4 separate regions of the Sus scrofa genome follow, and all the other regions are linked to region 3. Evidence: chromatin contacts called from public Hi-C and HiChIP or PLAC-seq data. All regions are on one chromosome and are shown on one strand. Each heading gives the region's core, a stretch centred on a gene start, on an enhancer-like site or on the middle of the called end of the contact. The rest is flanking DNA. Distances are from core to core; before and after follow the strand shown.

What was found. A called contact is a pair of places that touch in the nucleus more often than the background predicts. HiChIP or PLAC-seq counts read pairs in DNA pulled down with a chosen protein or histone mark.
Region 1: an H3K27ac HiChIP or PLAC-seq map of skeletal muscle shows a contact between it and region 3. The contact joins two enhancer-like sites. A contact is called at or near these places in 1 of 47 Hi-C or Micro-C datasets (epiblast stem cells) and 1 of 2 datasets of contacts at active chromatin or transcription factors (skeletal muscle).
Region 2: a contact with region 3 is called in a Hi-C map of skeletal muscle, with 6 times the contacts expected there. The contact joins two enhancer-like sites. A contact is called at or near these places in 4 of 47 Hi-C or Micro-C datasets (liver and skeletal muscle) and 1 of 2 datasets of contacts at active chromatin or transcription factors (skeletal muscle).
Region 4: an H3K27ac HiChIP or PLAC-seq map of skeletal muscle shows a contact between it and region 3. The contact joins two enhancer-like sites. A contact is called at or near these places in 2 of 47 Hi-C or Micro-C datasets (epiblast stem cells and liver) and 1 of 2 datasets of contacts at active chromatin or transcription factors (skeletal muscle).

Annotation. Positions count from the first base shown.
Region 1 is chr2:144,681,290-144,684,134 of Sscrofa11.1, forward strand. The region is part of intron 18 of ARHGAP26 (rho GTPase-activating protein 26); the gene reads left to right. Among named protein-coding and RNA genes, the nearest start is that of NR3C1, 250 kb to the right of the region's middle. Within about 2 kb of position 1,547, at least 12 of the 83 cell types and tissues checked have an H3K27ac peak or open chromatin away from gene starts, as enhancers often do. A contact at or near this core is called in skeletal muscle, where this site is marked.
Region 2 is chr2:144,731,033-144,733,974 of Sscrofa11.1, forward strand. All of the region lies in intron 20 of ARHGAP26 (rho GTPase-activating protein 26), which reads left to right. Among named protein-coding and RNA genes, the nearest start is that of NR3C1, 200 kb to the right of the region's middle. Within about 2 kb of position 1,424, at least 3 of the 83 cell types and tissues checked have an H3K27ac peak or open chromatin away from gene starts, as enhancers often do. A contact at or near this core is called in liver and skeletal muscle, where this site is marked.
Region 3 is chr2:144,867,583-144,870,527 of Sscrofa11.1, forward strand. The region is part of intron 3 of NR3C1 (nuclear receptor subfamily 3 group C member 1); the gene reads right to left. Among named protein-coding and RNA genes, the nearest start is that of NR3C1, 61 kb to the right of the region's middle. Within about 2 kb of position 1,554, at least 25 of the 83 cell types and tissues checked have an H3K27ac peak or open chromatin away from gene starts, as enhancers often do. A contact at or near this core is called in liver and skeletal muscle, where this site is marked.
Region 4 is chr2:144,659,595-144,662,367 of Sscrofa11.1, forward strand. All of the region lies in intron 17 of ARHGAP26 (rho GTPase-activating protein 26), which reads left to right. Among named protein-coding and RNA genes, the nearest start is that of NR3C1, 270 kb to the right of the region's middle. Within about 2 kb of position 1,492, at least 13 of the 83 cell types and tissues checked have an H3K27ac peak or open chromatin away from gene starts, as enhancers often do. A contact at or near this core is called in liver and skeletal muscle, where this site is marked.

The DNA.
Region 1 (2,845 bases), core at 297-2,796, 190 kb before region 3:
TTATAGGTCTGCTAATTCCACTTATAGGAAGCTTGAATTTGGGGAAACTGGGGGAGAGTTATCCAGAATTATATTTTTATTTCACAATCTTATTCCCAGGTAGCTTCGAGAAGGTTACAGCCTTCCTAATAACTTTTATGTCTAAAGCATTCCTAAGTCAGAATTCATTTGTAGGTTTGAACAGAATTAACGGGGCACTTGGGGCACAGAGTAAATCCCCACTCCACCCCACCCCCCGCCTTTGTGTCAATTTGGAAAGTCTCTGTGAAATGAGTAGATTGTTCCAGCCACATGGTCGAGCCTCATAAATCCACTGCTCGTAGGTTATGTGAGCTCATGCGTCCATCATTCAGCAGAGTGTTTGTACAATGATTGTTCTCAACCGAATGAAGGAAACGTCATGGGATTCTCTGGAAGTCTTCCCTCCAAACAAAATAGAATTGGAATAACCAATAAAACTCTCTGATTCTGTGAGAATTCCAACTCCCGCTTTGAGCACTCACTCTTGGCCTGGCTCAGAAGGTGGCCGGACGGTAAACAGACTTTCCACCACTTACATGTATTCAAGCTTCAGAGTTAAAGGAGCACAAGGAATTGGGAAGTGGTTCCCCAGACTCCTTAACGGAGGTTTGTATCTTCTCTCCGACTTGATCTGATTTGCAGAGATGCACCTGTGCCTGGGAAAAACGTGTTATCTTAGTGGTGATAGGCTCATGTCTGGCACACCACATTATGCAGTGGGCTAACTTGCACATTAGTGCATTTCATCCTGTGCTAATTCTTTAAAAAAAAACCTGGACCTGGCTCACACTGAGACCTAGAGAGCTGGCCTTCAGGGCCATAGCTCTGGCCTATGGCAAAAATCTCCATCTCCTAGAACTGACTCTTGTATGAGCCGATAGCTTGCCTTTTAGAGAAAACAGCCAATGAGCAGAATGCAGTTCTCATGTGTTCCTGTGTCTCCTCTTGTTCTCCTGTGTATAAACTGTATAAACATTATTTTGGAAGCAACTTTCCACGCCTCTATCCAAATCCACGATCCTTCCTCACGACTCACTGTCTTTGTTTCTCCAGCACCTTATTACAGTTTTTAGGAAAGAGGAAATGCTCACATTTTTGGTGACCGTTGAAATTAAAATGCATAGGCGTTATCTTTGTTCCATTGTGCTTAGGCTAGGATCTCATTCTCAGTAGCTCATTAGGAGAAGAGAAACAAAATTGGGAGGCCAGACATAAGGGGCTGGGTGCCGTCACTAAGTCTGAATTCGTTTTCAAATGGTTTGTAGCTTGGGATTACTGGACGTGCTGTACTTGAGGCAGAAGAGTGCTAAGAGACATCATTATTTGCCAAAAACCATACTTGTAGGTCTGGGGCACCGACTTCTATAGTGTAGATTGGCTGGAGAAGATAAGCTGAATGCATAATAACTGCTGCGGAGGTGGAGAGTTGTAGATGTTAGAAACTGAAGCCCTAGGGTTCTGTCCTGGCCCCCCGCCTGAGCTGTGTGCCGCAGGAAAGCTCTCCTGTGGAGCAGTCGTCCTGCGTGCTATGCTGGGTTGACCTTTGGCTTAGAGATGAGTCATGTAAAGTGCCAGGCCCAGTGCAAACACTCACATCTAAGAGCAAGTGCCGATGATAATCACCTAGGAGCAGCCGTGGCTCAGCATTGTTCAGGGGCCAGAGTAAAGGGGGAGAGAGCTTCTTAGAGGCTGTGGTCCTTGAGCTCAGCAACAATCGTGATTTCTTTTTCGTTCGCTTGAAGAGACTCAGAAGGAGCCTAGAGACCTCAGTAGCACTGGGGCTTATTTTCAGGGGTTGCAGCTCCTGGAAGTCAGGAGGCTTTTGTTGTTTTTGCTTTAAGTCCCTTTCTCTCCTTACCTCCTCGCCCCAATTGAACTCAGCTATGTAGTGATTCAATTTATTTTGTTGAAAATTCAATCCCTTAGGGAAAATATGATAATGCTGTTTTCAGACAGCTGTGTTTGGGAGCGAGACTGACTGAACCAGCTGGCTGGCATCCTTGGAGCCCAGGGACCTGCCAACTCATGGAGAGCAGCTGTTTTGGCTGAAATTCTTGTCATTCTTATGACTTTACTTCCTATATCTCAGCTTTTGAGTTCTGCTCTTAAATGCAGGCACAAAGGAGAGGAAGCCGTGAGAAAGACTCTGATGTTTCCAGGGCCACCCATAGGTGAAGGGATTGGGGGTGTCACCACTGTCCTGTCATCACTCATGATTGTTGGGAAGGAGAAAATCCAGAAGCAAGCTTGCTCCAAAGAGTAGGAAATGACAGGCCAATAAATATTGCTATCTTCATGCAGGGACTCTGTTATACAATCAAAAAGAATCATTTTGAGGATTTTTTCATGAAGGGGGAAATGTTAGAATACAATGTTAGGTGAAACATATAGGGTACAAAACTGTATAAAGACTAGAATTCCAGTGATGGAGAGGACGTGTGTTAACATTAAATAACTCATACCAAACACTTGACCTGGTGCCTGATGTGGTAGATGTTCAGTAAATCATAGCCACTAGATGCAAACCCTCTAACCACAGGAAATGTATTGGCCTCAAGTACTGCTGTACCCAGAATGCCTGGTGTAAAGGAGAGTCTCAAAAGATCTTTTTTCAGGGCTGCACCTGCAGCATATGGAAGTTCCCAGGCTAGGGGTCGAAATGGAGCTACAGCTGCTGGCCTATGCCACAGCCACAGCAATGCAGATCTGAACCACATCTGCAACCTATACCACAGCTCACGGCAACTCTGGATCCTTAACCCACTGAGCGGAGCCAGGGATTGAACCTACGTCCTAGTGGACACCAGTCGGGTTCGTTCCTGCT
Region 2 (2,942 bases), core at 174-2,673, 140 kb before region 3:
CACCTGTCTGCTGAGCCCCAGCACCCAACCCTCCCTACCCCGCACCCAGCCCTGTTCCTCATCCGCACTTCCTGTTTCCATGCGTTTCTCCACTCGCCGTCTGGTGCCTGGAAACCTGGCCAGCTTCCTTTACCTCTTCATTGATCACCGATTTCTCATCAGTCTTCAGGACCTGTCACTTCTGCCTCTCTCAGCCCAGTCCCCTTGCCTCCCGCCCAGCCTCCCCACCCTCGCCCCAGCCCTGCCCTTCTGGTCTTCCTGACCCTTGGCCCGCCCCACCACCTCATTACCAATCCTGCAACCCTCGTGGCGATTCTAGAGTACACACTTGAACACAGTGCTCCCCTGCTTAAAACCCTTTTTCTTCTTTTTCTTTTTGGCCACCCCACGGCATATGGTGTTTCCAGGCTAGGGATCAGATTCAAGCCACAGCTGCGACTTATACTGAAGCTGCGGCAACACCAGATGCTTTAACCTAAGGTGCCGGGCTGGGGATCGAACCTGCGTCCTGGCACTGCAGAGACACTGCCAATGCCATTGTGCCACAGTGGGAACTCTCCCTGCTTAAAACTCTTGATGTTCCGGCCCCCGCCATTGTACCATAAACTCCAGAATCCGTACGGAGAGGTCCTGGGAGATACACCCCTGCCTGACTCTGTTTAAACCCTCTCCTCGGGCCCTCCTGAACTTGTCTCACTTCCGTAACCTGGGGCTCACCTGTGTCTTCTCACCTCCAGGGATCCCCGGGTCATCATTAGCTTTTCTTGCTTCTCCCTGCTCGCCCCTTCGCTCCCTCCTAGACCAGGTAGGGGAACCCCTGCATGTCAGGGAAGCACTTAACCCCAGGAGAGCACCATCCCAGCATCTCGGCATCCCCTGGTCACTTGTCTCGAGTTCTCTGTGATCCAGTGATGTCTTCCCCATTGTACCTGCTTAGCACCCAGGATGGTGCCTGGCACTTAATAATACACACTTGTTCTATGAATGAGTCAACACATCAAGTACACCGGAAAAGATGTCTAGGCAATCAATTTCACAAAAAAAAAAAAAAAAAAAAAAGAATTTGGGCCCCCACTTAGGAAATGACACTCATCTCTGAGGTTTTTTTTTGGGGGGGGGGCTGGTTTTTTGTTTTTGTTTTTTAATTTTTAAATCTCTGAACACCTCAAATATTTAGCCACGCTTCAGATTCAGGAAGTCGTCTTGAACCCTCCAGGGCCTTCTAGGTGCAGGTAGAATAAACTCTAAATGCTCCGGCCCAGCCCCCGTGACCTGGCCCTTGCTGATTGCCTTACCCTGACCCTTCTGACCTCGTGTCACACGGCTCTCCCTTGCCTGCCATGCTCCGGTGCTTACCCGTGTACAAACTGAGTTCATTCTCGCCGCAGCACCTGTTCCTGCTGCCTTAGAAGGATCTTCCCTGGTCCTCCCTTGCCCTGGCCTGCCCTGACCCTCTGACCCCTCCACCCATCCTTGTCTACCACAGCCCATTTTCTATCTTATTTTCTTCATAGCACTTTCCCTCTGAAGTCTTATCTTGCCTCATAACTCACTAATTTGTTGTCCGTCTCTCCTCAAGATGCTCTAAGCCCCATGAGAACAAGCATCATACTGTCTCGTATATAGCAGGATCCCCGGCACCCAGGAACAAAGCCTGACTCCGAAGCTGTTTCACACCTCTTGGTGAATCCACCTTAGTTTTAAAAAGAAAAGCTTGGGAGTTCCTATCGTGACTCAGTGGAAACGAATCTGACGAGTACTGTGAGGATGTAGGTTCAATCCCTGGCCTCGCTCAGTGGGTTAAGGAGCCAGCGTTGCCGTGAGGTGTGGTGTGGGTCGCCGACGTGGCTCAGATCCCACGTTACTGTGGCTGGGGTGTAGGTTGGCTGCTGCAGCTCCGATTCAATCCCTAGCCTGGGAATTTCCATGGGTGTGGCCCTAAAAAGCAAAAAGAAAGAAAGATAGAAAAGAGAAAGGAAAGAAGAAAAAAGAAAAGCTTGTTTAAGGACTAGGAATTCCTTTATCCTCAACTTGTCATTAGCACAGAAGTTGTGCAAGGTAATTTGTCACCTGCCTGAAGTCATTGGCCTAGGAAGTTCTCCACACGGCAACTGAGTTTTATGTACGCATCACGGAATCTGTCAGGCCAGAGTGTCCCGAAGTTTCCTAGAAAATAGAGACCAACCTTTTGCTGAATCTGGATGCTGGCCCGGCCGTGCCAGTGCTTAAGTAAATAGCCACTCTATCTTTAGCTGCTCCATTCTCAAATTCAGATCCTTTGTAAATAGCTATTTCCATAAATCATGTCAGGGGAACTATTTTTGCAGGGTAAGGCCCTTGCTTAATCACAGTCCACCTGATCCTTCAGAGCACGGGTCCCTTGGGAAGCTGATGCCGCCAGTTGCTGTGAGCGCAGACGGCCCTGCTCATCTAGCGTCAAGACTCCCTCAGAACCCAACCCATCAGCAGCAGGGTGGCTAGGTAGCTTTTAGAGTTCTTATGCATGCAGTCTGTCACACTGTTTCCATGCAGTCTGTCACACTGTTTCCTTCCCGAGAGTGGCCCCTTCGGGAAACTTGTGCTCTTCCTGGTGGCAACATAACCTCTCCAAACATGTCAGCACCACCCTTGTCCAAGAACTTCTGGAGATGAGGGCAGGAGGTGGGTTGGGGTAGGCCCAGCGTCTAAGACTCCCTGGGAGGTTGGTTTTCTGTGGTTTTCCAGAACACCACATCCGTCTGTCTGGGCGCTTCATCTGCTGGGTCTGTTGTGAGGACGGAGGAGAGCCAAGCCCTCCGTGACCTGCTGGTACCGAGCCCTGCGTCAGTGTTAACGCCTCCTGCTCTTCAGCTCAGCGACTGCTCTGGAAGGACACAAGGCCTGAGCTCTGGCACTAACACACCAGGACTTTGTCCCCACCCTGAGCAGTTGCAGAACACACC
Region 3 (2,945 bases), core at 304-2,803:
CACTTCTTACGTGCTAGACACCTGATCTACTCTGTAATTCCTCATCAGTATCTGAAAGATTATTACCAGTCTCATTTTATAGATGCATAAATTAAAACTCAGAACTCAGAAATTAAAACTTACCTCGTTAGAGAACTAGTCCCATGACACTTGATTCTTCTGAGAGGAAAAGTCTCAATCTGAATCGAGATTCAAGTTTAAAAGTTTATTCAAATGTATTTTAAATTTATTTTAGAAGTCTACAGCTTTTTGAATTTTTAGCACATAACCAATAATAAATTCCTGGGTACCGAAATGTATGGTGGTTTAAATTAGTGCAATATTGTAGTGATAAAAGGATGTTTACAGACATGAGGTTAGAGCTCGTATTTCATGGAAACTAAGGCTAAGGTCAGGCGATGCCCAAAGCAACATACAGTTATCAGAGAGCTAGAATTAGTACTTTTCACCAATAGTCTCTGATTATCTATTTAGCAGATAGAGATTAAAAAAGTCTGACTATATTTAAAAAACGCATGTGAGGTGTTCTAGAAGTCAACATTTTCCTTACTTTAGTAAGATCTTTTGGTGAATTATATAACTAAATATCAGTCAAAACATCCTGAAAATATCAAGTACTGCGGCACTATATATAATGTATATGGACTGTGACTTCAGTGCTTGTCTGTGTACACATTTTCTTAATAAAATTACATAAATTACAGTAAGCAACATAAGCCATCATGTCGTTTCACATTTGCTAAATTTAGCAATGAAAAACAAGCAAGCTTTGGTTTATTTTATTTTTTGTCTTTTTAGGGCCACAACCATGGCATATGTAAGTTCCCAGGCTAGAGGTCAAATTGGAGCTGTAGCCACTGGCCTACACCACAGCCACAGCAATGCCAGATCTAAGCTGCGTCTGCGACCTACACCCCAGCTCACGGCAATGCCGGATCTTCAACCCATTGAGCGAGGCCACGGATGGAACCCAAGTCCTCACGGATGCTAGCTGGGTTCATTATTGCTGGGCCTCAAGGGGAACTCCTGGTTTATTTTTTCATGGTCCATATAAGTATAGATTACTGCAGTTCAATTTAGCATATTTATTAGAAAATTAACTTCTCTCTCTTCTAAACTGGTGTCTGCTAGCATTTCAGAGGCCATGTTGAGACAGGAAAGAAACTATGAAAGCAAAAGTTGTAACATGATTTGTGCCTTAAAAGTGTTGAGGATATTCCTTGGAGTGTAAAAATTTCAAGGGCACCATCGCCAGCACTTTTTTGAGAACAGACAAATGGTAACTACGGTAGTAGGAAACTTGCAGCCTGCAAGCTTTGAATTTGATATGTAATTATGATCAAATAATAGTAATTTTTTCTGAAATAATCTGCAGAAGATTTAAAAACAAAACCAACACTATTCTCACAAACTAATTTTAAACATTCTATCAAAGTTTATATCTTCACAGAATTATTACAAAACTTGTAACTAAACCAAATCCTTTCCTTAAGAGAGCAACACTGAAGAGTCAGCCATTCGAGTGTTTTAAAAATGAGTTCTTATGTAAGCAGTTAGTTCTGTGTGCAGGAAACAGAAACCTGCTGAATACCAGTGCAGATCTGACATTCTCGTCCAGCGACAGCTCTGAAGAGAACTGGAGCTTTTGAAGATAAAGCCCTCAATTTGAAGTGTCAAAGTATTTTTTAGACTTGTTACTGTCAACAAAAATCATCACTTCAAAAAAAACTTAGTAACTCAACAGTTCAACAAACACAGGCACCCCTCGTTTTACTGTGCTTTGCACTGTTGCGTTGTGCAGACACGGTGCTTTTTACACGTGGAAGCCTTGTGGCAACCCTGCGTCAGCAAATCTCTCGGTGCCGTTTCTTCTGACAGCATCTGCTCGCTTCACGTCTGTGTCACATTTTGGTAACCCTCACACTCTTTCAAACTTGATCCTATTTGCTGTGGTGATCTGCCATCAGTGAGTCATCTTGCATGTTACCACCAAAACTCAGTGAAGGCTCAGGTGACAGTTAGCATTTGCTTTTAGCAACAAGGTATTTCGTTTATTATTTGGCCACACCCTTAGCATGTGGAAGTTGCCAGGCCAGGGATCAAACCCATGCCAGAGCCCCGACCCAAGCTGCGGCAGTGACGTCAGAGGATTCCTAACCCACTGCAGCGCAAGAGAACTCCTCGCAGTAAGGTATTTTGAAATTAAGGTAGGCATTTTTAAAGACATAATGCTACCACACATTTAACAGATTACAGTATAGTGTAAACAGAACCTTCATCTCACTGGGAAACCAAAAAATTCGTGTGACTCACTTTATTGCTGTGGTCCGGAAATGAACCTGCAATATCCGAGGTGAGCCTACACAGCTACATAAAACTGCAAGGTTTTGATGGGGGTGGGCAGCCGAAGAAAAGGAATGAATAAAACAGTAACTTTGACAAAATTTTCACCCACAGTTTAAAACAGAGCAGAAAACATCTGCCACTGGCCAAAATATGAATCACAAAATTGTTACTTTAAGGACTAGTCATTAATTTCTAGCATAAATATGTTTCATTGCCAATAAATGGTTCTCCCAGATGAATACAGAAAGCTGGCATGTTTTTACGATAGTAAAACAATTCACAGCAATGTAGATTGTTACCTATTAGGCAGACAGTCAATACCTGAGCTTAGCTGTACCAGGCTTCCTTTAAGAGTGCTAATTTTGGTTTTTTACTTATCCATCACTTTCTATAAGGACTACAGACTAGATTGTAACAACTGCGCCATAAGAATTAGGAGTACTGAGCGGAAGACAGACTCTTTCAAAATTACAATGCAAGTGGCTGGCAAAAGTCTGTCTCGCCTAAGAAGGAAGCGCGCCTCCCTTCCCCCAAAAGGGGGCAAAGGGCGATAATAGCATCTGAGCACATCCTGTTTGAGATTTTAGTTCTTCTCATAG
Region 4 (2,773 bases), core at 242-2,741, 210 kb before region 3:
CTGCTTGTCTCAGCGTCTCTATTAGAGGAGCTGAGCGAGGCAGTAAAGGGCCCGCCCTTTAACCTTGGGCGTAGCTCCTTTTGTCCCTGACCTTTCCTCTGTCACACAGGTTTAGTATAAGGATTTGCTACTTGAATTAATGAGAGGTTGTTAAGATGGGCAGCGCTTCATGATGTGTTTGAGATCAGTGCTGTCTATAGGTGACCGCTCCCTAAGTCCAGGTACCACTCACCTGGAGACTGGTGCTTCGGGCCTGCAGTTCATTGGCTAGACATTGTGTTCCTTCACCCTCCTCCCAGAGAAGTGGGGGAAAGGCTTAGCACAGCGGCTCGGGGGAGCATGTGGCAGAACCTCAGAGACTGGCCCCCGTAACACAGACATTGGTGCCAAGGCACAGCACCTCGCACATTTCGGTTACGCGAATAAGTGTGAAGGGTGCTGGGTTCCGATCATCACTTGTCCTGAATTCTCGCGCTGGGTTTGATGCTAGTTGGTGAGGTTCTATCTCTTGTGCCCCTGGCATTGGGCCATTTAAGTCTTAGTCATTGAGACCTTTCTGAGGCTACAGAGAGGCATAACTAATACGATGGCATCCCTCTGATTAGAAGTTTCTCCTGGCTTTTCATCCCACTGAGCGGAGAGGGAAGCTCTTGCCGCAGCCTGCGAAGTCCTACTGGATTCCCCGGGCTGTTACCCGACTTCTCCTGAGAGCTTCCCCTTCACTCGCTCTTGACAGGTGTGCTGGCTTTCGCTGGGGTTGCCTCCTCGGTGACACCTTCCCTCAGCACCATGCCTAAAACTGCCAGCTGTCCCCCAGTGCTCCCCTCCCACCATAGATTTTATTTGCTTATTGTCTGTCCAACCCCAAAAGAATGTAAGCTTTTAAAGCAGGGAATGGGGGGGGGGGCGCTGTCTGTCTTATTCACAGATGTAAGCCCAGCACGTAAAACCAATCCCTGGCACATAATGGGCTCTGGGAGATATTTGCTAATTGAGAAATAGATGACGAACTGTTGGCCTCTGTGCTGAGTCGTCTTTGCACCTCCTTTCTTGGGTAGACAGTCCAAAGTCCCCTTCTCCAGGGCCTGCCTTTTAGGAAAGTGCTCCCCTCTAGATGACAGGCTGAGCCATTGAAGGAAGTGACACCAGCAGCAGCAGCAGATGCATTTGCAGTGCATGGTGACATCAGATTGGTGCATACAAGGGCAACTCTTCAGCCTCCTCTGTGCTCCAGTGTCTCACTCTACCTTGGAGAACATGAGCCTCAAAATAAATCAGTCAGTGAGGATACACGTGAAAGGACTTTAAAAAGACTGTAAAATGCTTCGAGCATGATAATTACACTGGACTGTAGAATGGACTCTTACACAGTTTGAAATAGTTAAGTAATTTTCCAGGAAGCCGGCTTCCCCGGGCCAGCTTCTCTGCAGGTCCCTCTGTATGTGAGCAGCGTGCTTCCCCGTCTGGGCCTGTGGACAGGGTCCAAGAATACAGCTACAGTCCAGAGTCTGAACCAGCCAGGATCGGAGCCGGGAAAAAGCTCATCCATGAACCCCTAGGTGGAAGGGCTGTGCCTTCCACGTACACAAAACTATTCAAATACCAAGTCGCTGAGGCCGCGTAGGGCAAATAGAATTCAAGTTGGCCTTCTGTGCGTCTCTAAATGACTGTGACTAATTTAGGAAAACGAGGCGGCTTAGCAGCAAAAGTATAATTCTTGTTGTTAATGAAACCTGGCCTGTCCCGGAGAGGGCCAGTAAGTCCCATGGCCCAGATTAGTTTTCTCCCCGTAGAAAAGCTTTGGGATTTTATACTGTTGGTGAGCAGAGGTGAACCTAGTATCCTTGTTTGCTTTCCAAACATCCTTTTAAAAATAATCTGGTTCTCCTTTTATCCATGTTCTCTTTAAGGCTAGGCTACATAGAAAAGGAAAGAGGCAAGAGAGATACAATGGCAGGTTATATACCGTATGTTTCTCACACGTGTTTATGTGTACTTGCACGCACACATGCATACGCGCACACACACACGCGTGAGCACGCGCGCACACACACTGCATGGCACCAGAGCACTTAGGAGCAGTAGCTCTGGAATCAGAATGCAGACTGCCTGGCATCAGATTCCAGCCCTGTCACTTACACAGCATGGGACTCTGGACAAATTTCTGGGTTTTCTGAGCCTTCGCGTCTTCTCGGAGGACAGTGATGGAACTTACCTCACACGGTTCCTGGAAAGGTCAAATGAGGCCGTCAGCTCACAGTAAGCGCTCAGTCAGTGTCCGTTGCTGCTACTGTCGGTGCCGATCTTAATAATCCAAGGCAGGAAGAAAATAAAGGGATTTCAGGAAGGAAAGGTGCGAGGCGGGAGGCACTACTCTCGCGGGTTTAAGTGCTTTGGAAAAAGGCTGGTATAATACCGTGCGTGGATGCTGTATTTTGCATTGCAGATTCGATCACTCAGCGTAAGAAGGATGAGTAGAGCCCAAGTGTATTTCCTGGCCTTCATACCTTCCACGTTGGCATGTGGCCAAGGAGAGCCACCTGGTTTGTTACGTGCCGTCGGTGTCGGGGTGAGGCTCCTCCTCCGACTGTTGTCCCCCACCAGTAGATGACAGGAAAGTTGAAACCGGGCATTTGGTGCCCCTGAGCCTCGATAACCTTAGAGGAAGGTGGCTTCCCGAAGCTTGCATGCGGTTCTCCCCCCACCCCATCACCTGATAAGGGCACACACTGCTGGGCCCTGGGGATGAGGGAGTGAGGAAAGCTAATGCCAC